2 separate regions of the Mus musculus genome follow, and region 1 is linked to region 2. A link is a contact called in public HiChIP or PLAC-seq data. All regions are on one chromosome and are shown on one strand. The core of a region is the stretch at or near the end of the contact, and the rest is flanking DNA. Distances in the headings are between cores, read along the strand shown. Region 1 overlaps Rac1 (Rac family small GTPase 1). Region 2 overlaps Usp42 (ubiquitin specific peptidase 42).

Evidence for each region. HiChIP or PLAC-seq counts read pairs in DNA pulled down with a chosen protein or histone mark.
Region 1: an H3K27ac HiChIP or PLAC-seq map of trophoblast stem cells shows a contact between it and region 2, with 2.7 times the contacts expected there. The contact joins two enhancer-like sites. A contact is called at or near these places in 5 of 39 promoter capture datasets (the HPC-7 cell line, HPC-7-derived erythroid cells, embryonic stem cells and 2 more), 2 of 484 Hi-C or Micro-C datasets (Th1 cells and nephron progenitors), 4 of 115 datasets of contacts at active chromatin or transcription factors (embryonic limb bud, embryonic stem cells, epiblast stem cells and 1 more) and 5 of 9 other capture datasets (adipose tissue, embryonic stem cells, liver and 2 more).

Annotation. Positions count from the first base shown.
Region 1 is chr5:143,515,976-143,523,405 of GRCm38.p6, reverse strand. It overlaps Rac1 (Rac family small GTPase 1), which reads left to right. Exons shown (of 6, transcript NM_009007.2): 2 at 6,177-6,248. Among named protein-coding and RNA genes, the nearest start is that of Rac1, 8.3 kb to the left of the region's middle. Within about 2 kb of position 5,040, at least 168 of the 459 cell types and tissues checked have an H3K27ac peak or open chromatin away from gene starts, as enhancers often do. A contact at or near this core is called in epiblast stem cells, pancreatic islet and trophoblast stem cells, where this site is marked.
Region 2 is chr5:143,705,506-143,713,017 of GRCm38.p6, reverse strand. Usp42 (ubiquitin specific peptidase 42) reads left to right here. Exons shown (of 18, transcript NM_029749.2): 17 at 1,030-1,068; 18 at 1,676-2,693. The coding sequence ends at 1,037. Cyth3 (cytohesin 3) reads right to left here. Exons shown (of 13, transcript NM_011182.4): 10 at 5,858-5,934; 11 at 5,708-5,779; 12 at 5,469-5,623; 13 at 2,768-5,185. The coding sequence ends at 5,113. Among named protein-coding and RNA genes, the nearest start is that of Usp42, 23 kb to the left of the region's middle. Within about 2 kb of position 1,502, at least 46 of the 459 cell types and tissues checked have an H3K27ac peak or open chromatin away from gene starts, as enhancers often do. A contact at or near this core is called in epiblast stem cells, pancreatic islet and trophoblast stem cells, where this site is marked.

The sequences.
Region 1 (7,430 bases), core at 3,791-6,290, 190 kb after region 2:
AGGGCTTCACATTTGGTAGGTAAGTGTTATACTATTTTATTAAATCCCTACCCAGCCCCGGCCTCTAACTATTCTCCTGCCTTCACCCCTGAGTGCTGGCTGGCATCGCAGAGATGTGACATCACAACTAACTCAGTGGTTTTTAATACTATTGGTTTAGTTTTGATTGACCAGAAGGCTAACAAGCAAGTGTCTTGAAGTTTACTTCTTGTCTGTGTGTAGACTTGGGCTGGTAGTCTGACCAGTAGTGTGTCTAGCTTAGACACTGCTGTCCAGGAATTTTGTTGGTCAGCCTCCTGTGATGTCGTCCTTACAGGAATGAACACGAACAGTGATGGCATGGCCCATACATTGCCCAAGCTCTTCATGACTTATGTTTGACCTGTTACGCAAGGACTTGAATTCTACTCTGGCTTCCAAATTTAGATTTTATTATTATATTATTTTATATGCATGGGTGTTTTGCCTGCATATATGTCTGTGCACCAAGTTCCTGGTGCCCTTGGAAGCCAGAAGAGTTTTGGATCCCTTGGAATTGGAGTTACAGACTGTTGTGAGCCACCATGTAGGTGTTGGGAATTAAACCTGAGTTCTCCAAAACAAGTGCTACAGCCATTCTCTTAAGAGATGGAGCATCTCTCCAGCCCCTCTCTTTCATATCTCTTACACCTTCTTCCTCTCTATCTCTCTTTCTCTCTCTCTCTCTGTAAGTGGTTCTACATATGGAATCACTTATATATGACATAAATGTGTATCTTATCTCTCTCTACACACATACACATATCTTTCCACCCCTTCTGTGTGTGTGTGTGTGTATGTATGTATGTACGTAAAATAACTTTTGTATTTTAGCTCGATTGTCACTTGACAGTCCATAGTGATGTGTGTAGTGTCTTCAGCCTTCAGTGTCTGAGCAGCTTTGCACAGTCTCTAAGGGTGGCAGTGACTACACGTTGGTTATGATGGACCTGGTTCGTAAACTTGAGACTTTTGAATTGCTTTGTCTTTTCCTGATACTGAACTACTCTTACTGATTCATCTATTTTTCTGAACACACTCTTTCTTTCTATACCTTCTAGCTCAGAAATTAGGGTATTTCAGGTACTCAAGAAGCATGAGGAGGACACGTGTGTGGTTTGGGGAGTGCACTCACATATGTCTACATGGAGGCAAAGGCATTTTCAGTCATTCTCCGCTTCGTTTTTTAATTATTTTAAAATTTTTGTGTGTATTTTTAATGCGTGGGTGTCATGTTTATGAATGCCCACAGAGGTCAGGAGAGGGCGTTAAATATTCTTAAGCCAGAGTTACAGGTGGTTGTGAGCAGTGTGATTTGGGAGCTGGGAGCTAAACTTGAGTCTTCTGGAAGAGCAACAAGCTGTCTTAACTTCTGAGCCATCTCTTCAGCTCCCACATTATTTTTTGAAACAAGGTCTCATGTAGCTCAGGGTCGCTTTCAAACTCCCAGTGTACCCAAGGCTAGACCTGAACTCTGGATTGTAAGAGCTAGACAGGCATGCATCACCATACCTGCCCTTGAGATTGACTTGTTGTTTGGATCTTGGGAATTTAGATAATAATAATTGCCTGTTCAGCATTTGATTTGCAGCTGCCAATGGATGAGTCCGGTTTGTCTATCTTAGGAACAGCTTTTTTTTTTTTTTTTTTTCCTTCGAGACAGGATTTCTCTGTGTAGCCCTGGCTGTCCTGGAACTCACTTTGTAGACCAGGCTGGCCTTGAACTCAGAAATTCGCCTGCTTCTGCCTCCCTAGTGCTGGGATTAAAGGCATGCGCCACCACCGCCTGGCTAGGAACAGCTTTATTTATTTATTTATTTATTTATTTATTTATTTATTATATGTAAGTACACTGTAGCTGTCTTCAGACACACCAGAGGAGGGAGTCAGATCTCATTACGGATGGTTGTGAGCCACAATGTGGTTGCTGGGATTTGAACTCTGGACCTTTGGGAAGAGCAGTCAGGTGCTCTTACCCACTGAGCCATCTCACCAGCCTGGAACAGTTTTTCTTACAAGGCCATGTGCAGAGTTTTTTAAAATTCTTTTTTAGATATATACCCCATCCTTTGATGCTGGGGTTGGAATTCAGGATTGTGTATGCTAGGCAAGCTCTCTCTGCCACTCTGCTATAGCTGATACATATATAAAATTTTTGGACAGGGTTTTGCTATGTAGTTCATGCAGGACTGAAACTTGAAGAAAGGCTTCTCTCCTCAAGATTTCCAAGCTGTGATTACACACCCCATTTTCTTACCTACCTTTCAGTTTTTCATGTGTATATAAAGGAGTGTATGTGTGTGCACACACACAGATGCCTGCAGAAGAGAGTTGCAAGCATTGTGAGCCCTCTGATGTGGATGCTGTGGGTCAGACTGCAGAAGCAGCAAGTGCTCCTGGACACCGAGCCATCGCGCCAGCTTCCCTATGTATGGGAGTTTGTTTTGTTTTTGAGACAGGGTTTCTCTGTGTAGCCCTGGCTGTCCTGGAACTCACCTTGTAGGCAGACTGGCACCTGCCTCTGCCTCGTGAGTGCTGGGATTAAAGGCCAGTGCCGTCCCCACCCTGATCTTTATGTGTTTTAATGTGAGGAAATTGTCAGTGCTTATAGGTTACTGACGTTTGTGTTTGAAGGTTTGGCTTGTAGGTTTCAGAAAGTAAGAATAAAGCTGGTCAAAGCAGAGAGACATTAAGTACAAAGTTCTCTCAACAGGAAAGGGAGGACTTCAGTGGGACCGGAAATCACTGGCAGCCTTCATTCTTGGTCCTTTCTCCAGGACAGGGCAGGAAGTGCAGATAGGTTAAAAAATAGTAATGTCATGTGCTAGGGGAAGAGCCAGTGGAGAGTGGACAGGACTTTCTTCCATAGACCCAGGCTCATTGCCTAGAGTTTAAAAATTAATAATAGGAGGTTGAACTGAACACTTAAATATACAAATTTAGAAAATTCCAAAGCAAATACTCTTCCAGAAATTCTGTTGTGTGTCAGTCGTGGCTGTGACTAAATATGTCTTCCTTCTCCATGTGGCCATAATCTTGACGTTACTTCCCGTAGTTCAGATGTTGACTTTGGCCTCTAGAACACACAAGGAATCAGTAAGGACACTAAGAGAAGGGTGATAGCCCTTCTGTTTATGCTGATCCTTGCTTAAGTGAAGAATTGAGGGTAGAACATAGAGACGGGCTCACCCACAGCCCAGGCTGGCCGTACACAGCCCAGGCTGGCCGCAACTTGCTGTGACTTCCCACCCTGGGTAGCTTTATTTGGTGTTGGGGATCCAACCCAGGATTTGCTGCATCACCAACCTATAGCCATGGATTTTTGTTTTGCTTTTTTTCTTTTTGTTTGTTTTTTAAAAAAATATTTATTTATTTATTTATTTATTTATTTAATATATGTAAGTATACTGTAGCTATCTTCAGACACTTTTTTCTTCTCTCTCTGGCCCTGCTTGCTCTGGCCCAAAGATTTATTTATATATGTAAGTAAGTATACTGTCGCTGTCTTCAGACACCCCAGAAGAGGGCATCAGATCTCATTAGGGATGGTTGTGAGCCACCATGTGGTTGCTGGGAGTTGAACTCAGGACCCTCGAAAGAGCAGTCAGTGCCCTTAACCGCCGAGCCATCTCTCCAACCCTATAGCCATGTTTTTATAGAACATTATAGTCCATAATGATTAGTAAGAAGTACATTTCCCAGCCATGTGTGGTGGCTCACAACTGTAAACCAGACTCAGGAGGAAGAAATGAATGGGTCACAGGATCATGATGGACACATTCAGAATCATCCTGTTGTACAGAGTGAGTTCAAGGCCATCGGGACTGTAGTGAGAGCAGTTCAGTAGGGGAAAGTGCTTGCTGTCAAGCCTGACCACTTGAGGTTGTCAAGCCTACACACGGTGGGGCCGTCCTGACCTTAGTAACTCCGAGCTGTTTGAACTGAGTCTTCAGGATGTCCCTCAAGTCAGTTAGGGTCTGTGGCGAAACTCAGAGTTTTATCTACTTACTTGCTACCTATTCCCTTAAAGCAGGGGTCCTCACCCTTTATAATGCTGTGGCCCTTCAGTACAGTTCCTTTCTTATGTTGCAGTGACCCCCAACCATAACATTATTTTCATTGCTTCTTCATAACTGTCATTTTGCTACTGTTACAAATTGTATTATCTGTGTTTTCCAACAGTCTTAGGTGACCCTTGTGAAAGGGTCATACGGTGTGCCCCCCACAAGGGGTCATGACCCTCAGGTGGAGAATTGCTGCCTTTAGTTTTTCTTCATCTTAGGCATGCTGTGTCCTGTGTGGTGTGCACACGTGCATTCTTACAAATAACAGCAACACAATTCTCAATACCAGATTTTACCAGTACCTTCCCAGTCGGGCCTTTCAAAGATAGCTGGAGCTGGGGTCCAGGCCTGGTGGAAGGCTTGCTGGCATGTTGGTGGGCATGATGGTAGTGTGAGGAAGAGGACGTGTTGGGGATTGAGTACAGGGTTGGTGCACTAGGCAAACATTCTACTGCTACAGCCCCAGGGAGATTTTATTCTTTTAATTACTACATATATTAACTGCCAAGAGTTTCACCGACATAGCCATGCACGTATGGGATGCACTTTGATATCTTCACCCCTGTTATTTTCTCTCTATCCTCCACCCCCTTCTGCTACTCTGTGTTCTTGTCGGTTTGAAGTGGATTCTCAGTAAGGAGCTCTAGCTAGAGTAGAACTCACTGTAGCCCAGACTGACCTGGGACTCCTGGAGATCATCTCGGCTTGTCCCAGAAGCCGAGATACCGCCTTGAACCAGCACTTGCTCTGTTCTTGAGTTCCCTGCACAGTGAGTACCGCAGCACCTTCCTTCCTTGCTATGGATTCCCTGTAGTTCAGAGCGCCTACTTGCCAGCAAGAAAACTGAGGCAGAAGAGGAAGTTGAGATGTGTCAGAGGCCGCTAGGACTGAATGAGCTGGTCTGAGTCTTAGAGCCAGGCCTCTCCAGAGCTTAGGCTCTTGCTCATACAGGTTTGTTTTGACATTCTAAGCCTTTCTCACAAGATAAATGTCTAATGAGTCATTTCTGTTTAGAAAGCCGTTACGGGATTGGAAGTTACTTGCCAGTGATGTCATGTTTGACACTGAGATCTTTAGGGTGGGGAGTTCCTACTTCATTAAGCCCTTTACACTGTTACAAGTCAGGCAAGTATTGGCAAGAGTGAGTGGTTGAGCTCCTGCCCTTGCGGAGCCCTTGTCCCAGAATGTGGAAGGAAAGTGTGAAGATTGCCTTTGGATAGTGAGCCTCAGTCTACAGTGGCCTGTGCTGAACAGTGCAGCCTTGCAAGTCAGTACCAGCACCGTCCTGACCTTAGTAAGGCAGCAGAAGGCGGCAGGGAGCAGGGCTCAGCACACAGAACTGTTTGAACTGAACCTTCCAGATGTCCCTCAAGTCAGTTAGGGTCTGTGGGAGGAAATTTAAGAGATTTTATTTATATATATATTTTTATTTTTAGTAATATTCTGAAAACTATTCCAAGTGGTTCAGAGCTTTTCAGACAGTACCCTAACTCCTGCCTCGGGAGAATATTAGTAATGTCTGTCCCCTTAATGTGTTTACTTTTGTACATTTCTTCTTTTCTGTCTTAGCTGTTCAGGAAGTTTATTCCATCCCTGTGCCCCTCGTTGACATGTTAGGATCTTTCTCAGCTTGTGAGTGTGAGAGCCCTGTGGCTGCTTAACTGCCTGTGCTCTGGGAGGGACAGGCTTGTGGGCAGGGCATGTGGTTCACAGCATTCCACCTAGAGGCGGCACCGGCAGGCAGTAACAGTTCATGTTGCAGAGCAGCCATGGTTACTTAGTAGTCATCAGAGTGGAAGATGTTCTAGAAGAAACTTTGTGTTAGCCGTTTCTGAGTCTGGTACTCAGTGCGTAGTACTTCTTGACCAGGTACCTTAGCAGAAAGGGAGCCTGTTGAATCTGCCTTTCTGAGAATACAGAGGTTTGGTTTGGTTTTTAAGATGAAACTACGTGCGGAGTGTTAAATGTCACATAAACTTTATTATGCTTGTGGATGTGGTATAGCTGTTCCCTGGTCTTTTCTAGAATGCTGTGGTGGGATAGTGGGAGCCAGGACTGTGCGCGCTGACTAAGCAGCCTTTTCTCTTCTTTCAGAGCTGTTGGTAAAACCTGCCTGCTCATCAGTTACACGACCAATGCATTTCCTGGAGAGTACATCCCCACCGTGTGAGTATCCTCCTCGCCTGCGACCAACTTGCCGTGGGAGCGTTAGTGTTTATTTCCCTCTGAATCAGCGACTGAGAGAGAATTGTTAGTGGTTTGGAACTTCAAATTAAAAAATGAGCCAATTAATGTATGATTTCCTCATAGGAGGGAAAAGTCAGTTTCCTGATTGATTCTTAGGAAACAAAAGAAAATGATACCATGAAGTGTATAGGCTGGGGAGTGTAAAGCCCAGAGCTTGAGCACAGCAGTCTGCTGACTTGGCTCTGGGAACTGGTGCACAGTGTTGCATTAGAGGTAGCTGACCCTCTGCCAAGTTATCAGGTGGTTCCATGTCACACTGAGAGCTGTAGAGTTGGGCTAGGGTATGGATTCAGGGCTGCTGATTGTGTATGGGCAGCCCCACTGGGTGGGAAGAACAAGTGCTTTTCTCACTGATGGCTTGCTGGAGCCTCATTGTGCTACACACATTGTGCTGTCCTCTGTCTGCAGCCAGTGCACCCTTGGAGGCTCGCCTTGGGGAGACCAATGGGCTTCACCATAGAGCCGAGGCTGACTTTGCACTCTTACCTTGCCTTCCAATACACATCACTCCACCATCCTTATAAAGGTTGCTTTGCTCAGTACAGTCTGTAAGTCACACTAGCTTAAACTTGACTTTTACACTAAGAGCCCCTGTTTTTAAGTACTACAAATAATAAGACAAAAACCAGTGAAACAAAAAGCCCCTTTCTGGGGCTGGAGAGATGGCTCAGCGGGTAAGAGCACTGACTGCTCTTCCAAAGGTCCTGAGTTCAAATCCCAGCAACCACATGGTGGTTCACAGCCATCTGTAATGAGATCTGATGCCCTCCTGTGGCGCATCTGAAGACAGCTACAGTGTACTTACATATAATAAATAAATAAATCTTTTAAAAAAAAAGCTCCTTTTGCCTTAAAATCCATGTTTTAAGATGCTAGTCTTGGGCTGGAGAAATGACTCAGTGGCTGAGAACACTGGTTGTTCTTTCAGAGAACCTGGGTTTGGTTCCCAGCACCCATGTGGAAGCTCCACTTTCAAGGGATGTGTTGCCCTCTGTCTTAGTCAGGGTTTCTATTCCTCATAAACATCATGACCAAGAAACAAGTTGGGGAGGAAAGGGTTTATTCAGCTTACACTTCCACATTGCTGTTCATCACCAAAGG
Region 2 (7,512 bases), core at 253-2,752:
TAAATGCACTAGTGTACCCCAGCTCCTAAGTCATAAATCAATAGTGTGATTGATCTCTAGAGGTGTAGCTGCAGTGTGGGGCTCTGGTATCCTTCAGGCTGCTGGTTTCTGGGGTGGTTCTTGCTGATCTCTAAGTGAGTAGGTCTGTATACAGCAGCCCCTGTGCCTTGACTTTCCTATGTAGTCCAGGCTAGCCTGCACTCAGAGTTTTATGTTAGCATCCTGAGTGCTGGGATTACAGTCCAGTGCCAGTGTGCTTGGCTGCTTTCTCTCCGTGAACATTCATTCTCTCTGGACAGGAGCATTGGGCTTGTAGAAACTGCATAGGCTGTGAACATCGGTGGGGCTAGTGCAAAGGCTGGCAACCTGCAGCCAGTCTAGCCTGGAGTTAGGAATGGCTCTCAACAGTTCAAAGTGCAGAAGACTGGCATGTGTTCACAGCGAGCACCGAGGTGGGAGGGTCAGGGTCAGTGCACTGTGGAAGCCCAGGTGCTATGTGTTAGCTCTGGTGCCACTCAGTAGCAGTGGACATAGCCTGTCCACTGAGACGTTTCTCATCACCTGGCCCTTGATATAAAAAGCTTGACAATTCTGCCTCGGACACCCAAAGATCATGGTCACAAATAAAGGACATGTGTGTCACTACAGAGATGTGGGCATCTTGGTGACCCCGAGTGGAACCTTCTGCTCCTTGGCAGTCCATTCATACACTGCAGCTGGATCTGCAGCTAGACACCGCTGCTCTGGGTCTGACACCAGCCCTTCCTCCAGCTCTTTGTATGACTCAGCTCATTGCTTCAGCCTGAAAGGATGGTCACCCACCCGAGAATGTGCAGCTCTGTGCTGGGGCTGAGACCTGGTCCCTCTTGTGTGGCTCTTGACGGTCCTGTGCCGGTGCTTTGTGGCACTGCCAGCTCATGCTGCTATCCGAGTGATTTTTCAGCAGCTGATAATGAGCTGTAGGAACTGATTATCGTTAAGTCTGCAGAACACACGCATAATAAAGATGTTCCTTACTTTGCCTTCTAGGTGACTAAACAGCCTTGGCCTTACAACAACAAAATTACGGTAAGCAATTGTCCCCGTTTTGGTCATTTGTGGAAGTGCTGAGTGGATATAGGTGGGTTTTCTGGTGAAAACCAGGGGTGGTGAAGGGGAGGGTCCTGGCGTGTCTGTGCCTCTAGGACTCAGTCACTAGCTAGCATCCAGATGTGGAAATTGTGCTAAGAAATGGAGTTAAGTATCTGAGAGCAGAGAGAGGCCAAACAAGGGTCAGGGTATATCTGGTTCCTAATGCTGGTGTTGTGTTGTGTGGCCCTGAGACACAGGAACTCAGAGCCCGAACTCTGTGATGGAGGGCAGGTCTAGTCAGCAAAGGCTTTAAAATGAGCTGCTGCTCTCGCCTCAGCTAATTCGCAGGCTTCCTCCGTGTCATGGAGACAAAGCCTCTGGGCCTCTCTCCTCCTCTGCCCAGTGAACGTGGTGTCTGAGGGCTGAGTGATTTGCAGCTTGGGGCCCAGCAGGTGGCGCTGCCCTGGCATTCCAGGGTTCTCTACTGCAGTTCAGGAAGGTAGAGAGGCAATTTCAGGAACTTTCAAAAGCCTTGGGAACACATCCAGAGAGTGTGAGACCAACCTCTGTTCGTCTAATGCCTGCTGCACCTCTTATCTTTCAGATTCAACATTTTGAACAGAAGCCATCCCCAACCCAGCTTAAATTATAAACATAGAGAATAACTTTGTCCGAACTGCGTGGTGCTTCTTTAGTACATACTGTACAGAGTTTACCATGGACAACTGTTTCTTTTTTCTTTTTTTTCTTTTCTTTTTTCAGTTTTTACCTTTTCTTAATTGCCCTTATTCCAAACGGATACTTTCTACACTGCTGAACATTGTAAATTACCGTGTACATAAAATCACACTGACAATAATGCCCTGGAATAGACCATCTCAAATGCTGCTTAACCACAGACTCAGGTTGACTACTTGTATCTCATGTAATGTTCCTCCACGCTAGACACCTGGTGCACGGCCAGCTGGGAACCATGGACTTCAAAAGGACAAGCGACAGTGCGTCTATTTAAATTAAAGACTTATTTAAAGACCCAAGCTCTCAGCGAGACCTTCGAGGGCTTCCTCTGCAATGTCTGATATAGAAACTAATTTGTTCACATTTTAGTTGTATTCAAGATTTGAAGATGTATTTTATAGACAAGTTCTGTTTTTGAACTTTGTGGAACTATTCCAATCAATTTACCAGTTATGATGAGTATTTGCATTATGAATGTATAATCCAGACATTATTTGTAAAGCCTACAGTATGTTTTTTTTACCTAACACTTTTTATACTGTGTCTCGTCTCGACAATATGATATTGAAGTCTGAGTCGTCAGCTTGATCCCTTCAAGTTTCTAGTTACAGACAAAAATCATACTGTGATTTTATTTTTAATATGGATATGCTATAAAACTGTGACACTTATAATTCACTGGTCCTGCATCAGGAGACGGGAGTGGGGAGAAGACTGTATTTAATACAGTGTGTATCTGAATACTCTGTATGGTTTATACAGTTTGTGTTGTTCAGAGATGTCTAAAGTTGATCTTTGTTTTTTTAAGATTAAAAAAGCACTTGCCCCACTGTATATATACGGCATGTAAGATTTATATAGTATATAAATGGCAGCAAATTAAACAACCGTCTCAGTTTTACTCTGTTCTCCGCAAGCTCATAGCCATGTCTGTTTTAAAGAATTGAGTCTTAGGCAGTTTTGGTTTTAGCAGTATGTTTTTATTTAGGGAACACAGTATTTGCAATAGTTCTGACAGCCGTAAGGCCCTCCATTTTACTAGCTGTTTGCTTTGCAATAAAATAGCCAGAAATTCTGATATCAACATTAATAGGATATTTCTTCATGCAGGTTGTAGGAGTATATACATTGTATAACACTGAAGAAATTAATACATATGTACATTATTTACATAGTAACTATTTATTGTAAATAGAAATGTTTTCTAAGATAAAAAGAAATCACAACATGGTTTCTGGTCTGTAACGACCTAACTTGTCAGCAAAGCACACCTGTAGCTCTGAACTCAGCATGACAGGAAGCACAGTAAGTCCCATCCCCAGACGGTTCCTAGTTACTCTGCAGTACCACATCAAGTCTTCTGAAACCCAGGAATGATGCCCAGGGCCCAGCAGGACAGGGAACTGTCTTTGGGCAGAGTAGGGCTTTAATGCTTCACTGACGAGTGCAGACAAAGGGTGAAGGGCAGGAGTGCCTGAGCCTTTACAAGCTCTGGGAGTGGCAGATGCCCTTGGGTTTAACACTGTCACAACATAACCTGAGTTAAGTGACTCCATGTGGATACTCCAAGAGCCAGTAACTTAGGATTCTTAGCACCAACAGCCATCAGGCAAGGTCCCCTCAAAGATGACTATGGCATCAAAGACAACATTAGGTAGCCTCATGCTTAACGTCCTGACCTCAATATCCCACAGAGAGCTCTGTTGCCCAGGGCCACACCTGGGTTGAACATCTGACCGGCTCACCATGGTCCTGATTGAAAAAAATGCCAGTTCCTACCTCCCTACAGGTGCCCCACCAGCAGTAAATTCAGGTCTGGGGTGGGGAATAGGGGATAGGGATCATGGAAGACTGGAAGCCAGGCTGCATACACACCAGCCAGGCAGCTCAAATGCAAGGGTTTCAGATTTGAGGTATCAGTAAAAGCAAAGCCTAGAAGCTTGGGAATAAACCAAAAAGTGATCAGTCTGGTGCACGAGCGAGGGAGCTCTGGCCTGCACATCCTTCTGTGCCATCTTAGATGGCAGCTACCACCAAGGTCAGGCAAAAAGCCTTAAGACAGCTCACTGAAAGTCTCGTGTAAGGGCATTTGGTTGGCGGTTTTCAAGGGCTCTCAGAACACCAGCTCCACGTGCAGGGGAAGACCATTTTCCAAATAAGCCATGAATGGGCCCTCTCATCTTACCCAGTCTCAGCCCAAGCACATATGCCCTGAAGGCATGCACTGGTGTGTGTGTGTGTGTGTGTTAGGGGTCTGGATGTCACACGTGTCCCTCAGTGCCATCTTCAGTTTTTCACCTCCTCCAAAGGATGTCAAATGTTGGAAAACATGGCACTCCAGAGAACAGGTGGATTACTTCTGGCTGCTTCTGCTTGCTTACTACATCAAAATATGTGTTAGCACTTAACCCAAGTTTGAAACAGCAAGCAACAAAAGTACCAAAGTCATGAGCCATGTGCACTCGGACCACATGAAACTGTCCTGTATGAAGGTCAGACAAGAGGAGGTTCTGCACATAAGTGGCCTGTTTTCCAGAGAAGGAACTCCATCTCCAGGCCTTGGCACTGACAGGATAAATACCCCGGCCATAGCTGTACCTTACTGATTCATCTTAGAGAAGCATGTGAGGGGAAGTGGCAGTCACGCCTGAATCTCCCAAGCACACTGCTCTCCACACTCACCCCAATGCCTCTTCACCCAGCTGACACTCTGTCAGGATGACTGTGCCCCAGCTGCTCTGGCCCCAAGTGCATGGGGGCTGCATATATAGACTGTTTTCAGTGCACAGTATATACGTGTGTCCAGGAGTTAAGTTTATAGCTGCCATTCTAAAAATACTACTGTTAGAAATTAAGTATCTTTCATTATAATTTTCAGAATATAAAAAGGCATATAAAAGCTATAATCCTATATATCTGAGAAAAATTCTGAATAAAAAAGTGGTAGGTTTTCCTTTCCCATTTTGATATAAAACAGCGACTTCTAGAACATCTAGTGTTGCCCCAAAGAGCAGGTGTGGCATGGTGTGGGTGAGGCTCTGGCTCCAGAACAGGAGTCCCATGTGGGCTGTGCAGATCTGGAGGCTGTATCACCAGGTGCTGTTGTGGACAAGGGTCCCCAAAGGTCAATGCCAGGCCGGTGGCAGGAAGGAGACACTCCCAGCTGACCAATGTCCCAGAGCACAGGCTTGAGGGCTCAGGCCTTGGCTGGCTGTTCTGGAGGGCCCGTGGGCACCACATCGTCCCCGGTCCTGCCGCTGGGGAGGCCAGTGTATCTGCTGGAGTCTGGATCCTGACATTTACCTATTTCTTATTGGCAATCCTCCTTTTCCTCGTGGCCAACATGTCATAGAACGGGTCCCTACTGATGCTTGCTCTGGGGAAGAAAGGAAGTAAAGTGGGCTGGAGCTTCGAGAAGGTCTGGCTGCCTGCCTCACCCACAGCTTCCCAAGCAGCAGGGTCAAGGGTGAGTTACCCAGGCTGGCCTGCTCAGTTGCTGACACACTGAGTAAAGGCATCCAACATGCATACACGTGCCCACACCCCTGACATGCAAACACGTGTCCACACACCCCTGACATGCACACGCGTGTCCACACACCCCTGACATGCACACGCGTGTCCACACACGACTGAGCAGCCTGGCTGTGCCCACTCACTTGATGGACTTCATCCACTCCTCCTTTTCCTCCGGGCTGGGGGCAGAGATCCGGTACACAACGTGGTTGCCCTCCACCACACGGCCATCGGCCTCCGTCTTGCAGGCCTTGATGACTTGACCTTTGTGACTGGGGTTATACAGCTCAAAGCAGTTCTGACAGAGAGAAGGGGGTGAGTGTCAGGGGCGTGGGGGTTGGGTAGGGTGGAAGGCAGGCCGCGGGCACAGGGCAGCACGTACCGGCTTCCGGGGGTCCTCCACCTCCCTGATGCTGAGGTTCTCCAGGGGGATGATGCCCCTGGGCTCCTTGTCCTAAGAGAGAGGCATGTGAGGCAAGGCCTGACAGACACGAGAATGCCAGGGCTTCGGAGGGTGTGCGGCCTCACTTACCGTGGTGTACTCAAAGTAGTAGAGGCAGTTATCTGTGAGGATGAACCAGCGCCGTTTCCAGGTCTTCACACGACCCCCTAGGAGCAGAAGAGCCCTGTGAGGCAGGTGTCCTGGCAGCTGGATCCCCAGGGCCCAGAGTGGGGCCCAGAATCCCCTACCCCATATCACTGCCTTGATCAAAGGCCACAGGAGCCAAGCTCATAGCTGGGCTTCCTTCCTCTTCAAACCATCCCATATGACCACAGTTATAAGTCAAGGGCAAGCCATGAGGCCTGACCATCCAGGATGGCTGGGTGCAGGGCTGGGGCCCCCATGCACCCCCACCCAGGGCCCACGCAGGAACTCTTTCTCCATGGCCACCCAGGGTCACCCTAGGTCACACACTGATTTAAAATCTGCTTCCTGGAAAAGTTAGTTGTAATGGATGGGTGTAATATTTCCCCCGTGAAATGAACACGATGAAGTCAGTGCCGGCTCACACAGGTCTGTCCAGGCTTAATCCTGTTACGTCAGGGTTGTTATCGCATTACTGGGACTCTGAGCAGCCCTGGGATCCATCAAAGTCAATTACTCTTGGCCCAGGGAATTATTAGATTGAATTAATCTTTTAACAAGATCTGGAGCTACACACACACACACACACACACACACACACACACAGAGTTATCTGTAACACACAGGGTTATCTGTAACTAACACACACACACACACAACCACACACACAGAGCGCTATCTGTACCTGCTCTTTACTATAGAAAAACCCTTTTTTCTGCCTTCTTCCCTGACATATTCAGTACTCTCAGTTACAATTATTTCTACTGACAGCTTCTGCTCTTGACAAGAAGTTTGAAAACACAAAGGGGAAACTGCTGGTGCTGACAAAGTCAAGTGTTCCACGGGGTGAGGGCAAGCGGGCCCTCCTTGCCCCAGAGGCTCATGGAACTGACAGTGCTCACAGAGGCCTTGGCTTGGCTTTCTCTAGGTGCTGAGAGGTGGGGTGCTAAGTGCCTGGGGCTGCATCTGGTGCCTCCTAAACTCTGCAGGCAAATGCAAGGGGCTGCAAGTGTGGGTAGGCTGTGGGAGGCACAGAAGGTGCCCAGCGTGTGGCTAGAGACATACAGTAGACAGTAGGAATAGGGGAGGAAACTTTACCCTGACAAGAGTGGAGAGTCTGGAAGGTAGGGAGGGGTCTGTAGAGCACAGAGGAATGTCAGGCCAGCCCCAACCTACCACACACCCTCCTGCCTCTTTCCCAGGCTGGAGCCATTCCTTTCTCACACCATCCTTCCTGGTGCCTGTCCTGAACTCCTGCTCCCCACGTTACAGCTTCCTCACTAGAGTCCTGCCCCAAGTCAGGGCCTGTCTCACTCTATTGCACTCTAGGGACTTATGGGAAGCCCCAGCCCATGAAGGGGCCCAGAAAAAGCTCAGTTCTGTCCCTCATGGCCCTAACTCCTCCAGTGAGAAGCAGAGAGAGGCATGCCAAGATCTAGCCAAACTAGCTTCTCTCAGCTGCTCTTTCAGGCCAAGGCTGTGACAGAATCAGGTGACAGAAAACTCACAACGTAGACACTAGTCTGCTGCCTCTTCTTCCCCTGGGGACTCCCACTGCATGGTCATCCTAGCTACAATGCTGCCTCCAGCCCTGGGCAGGC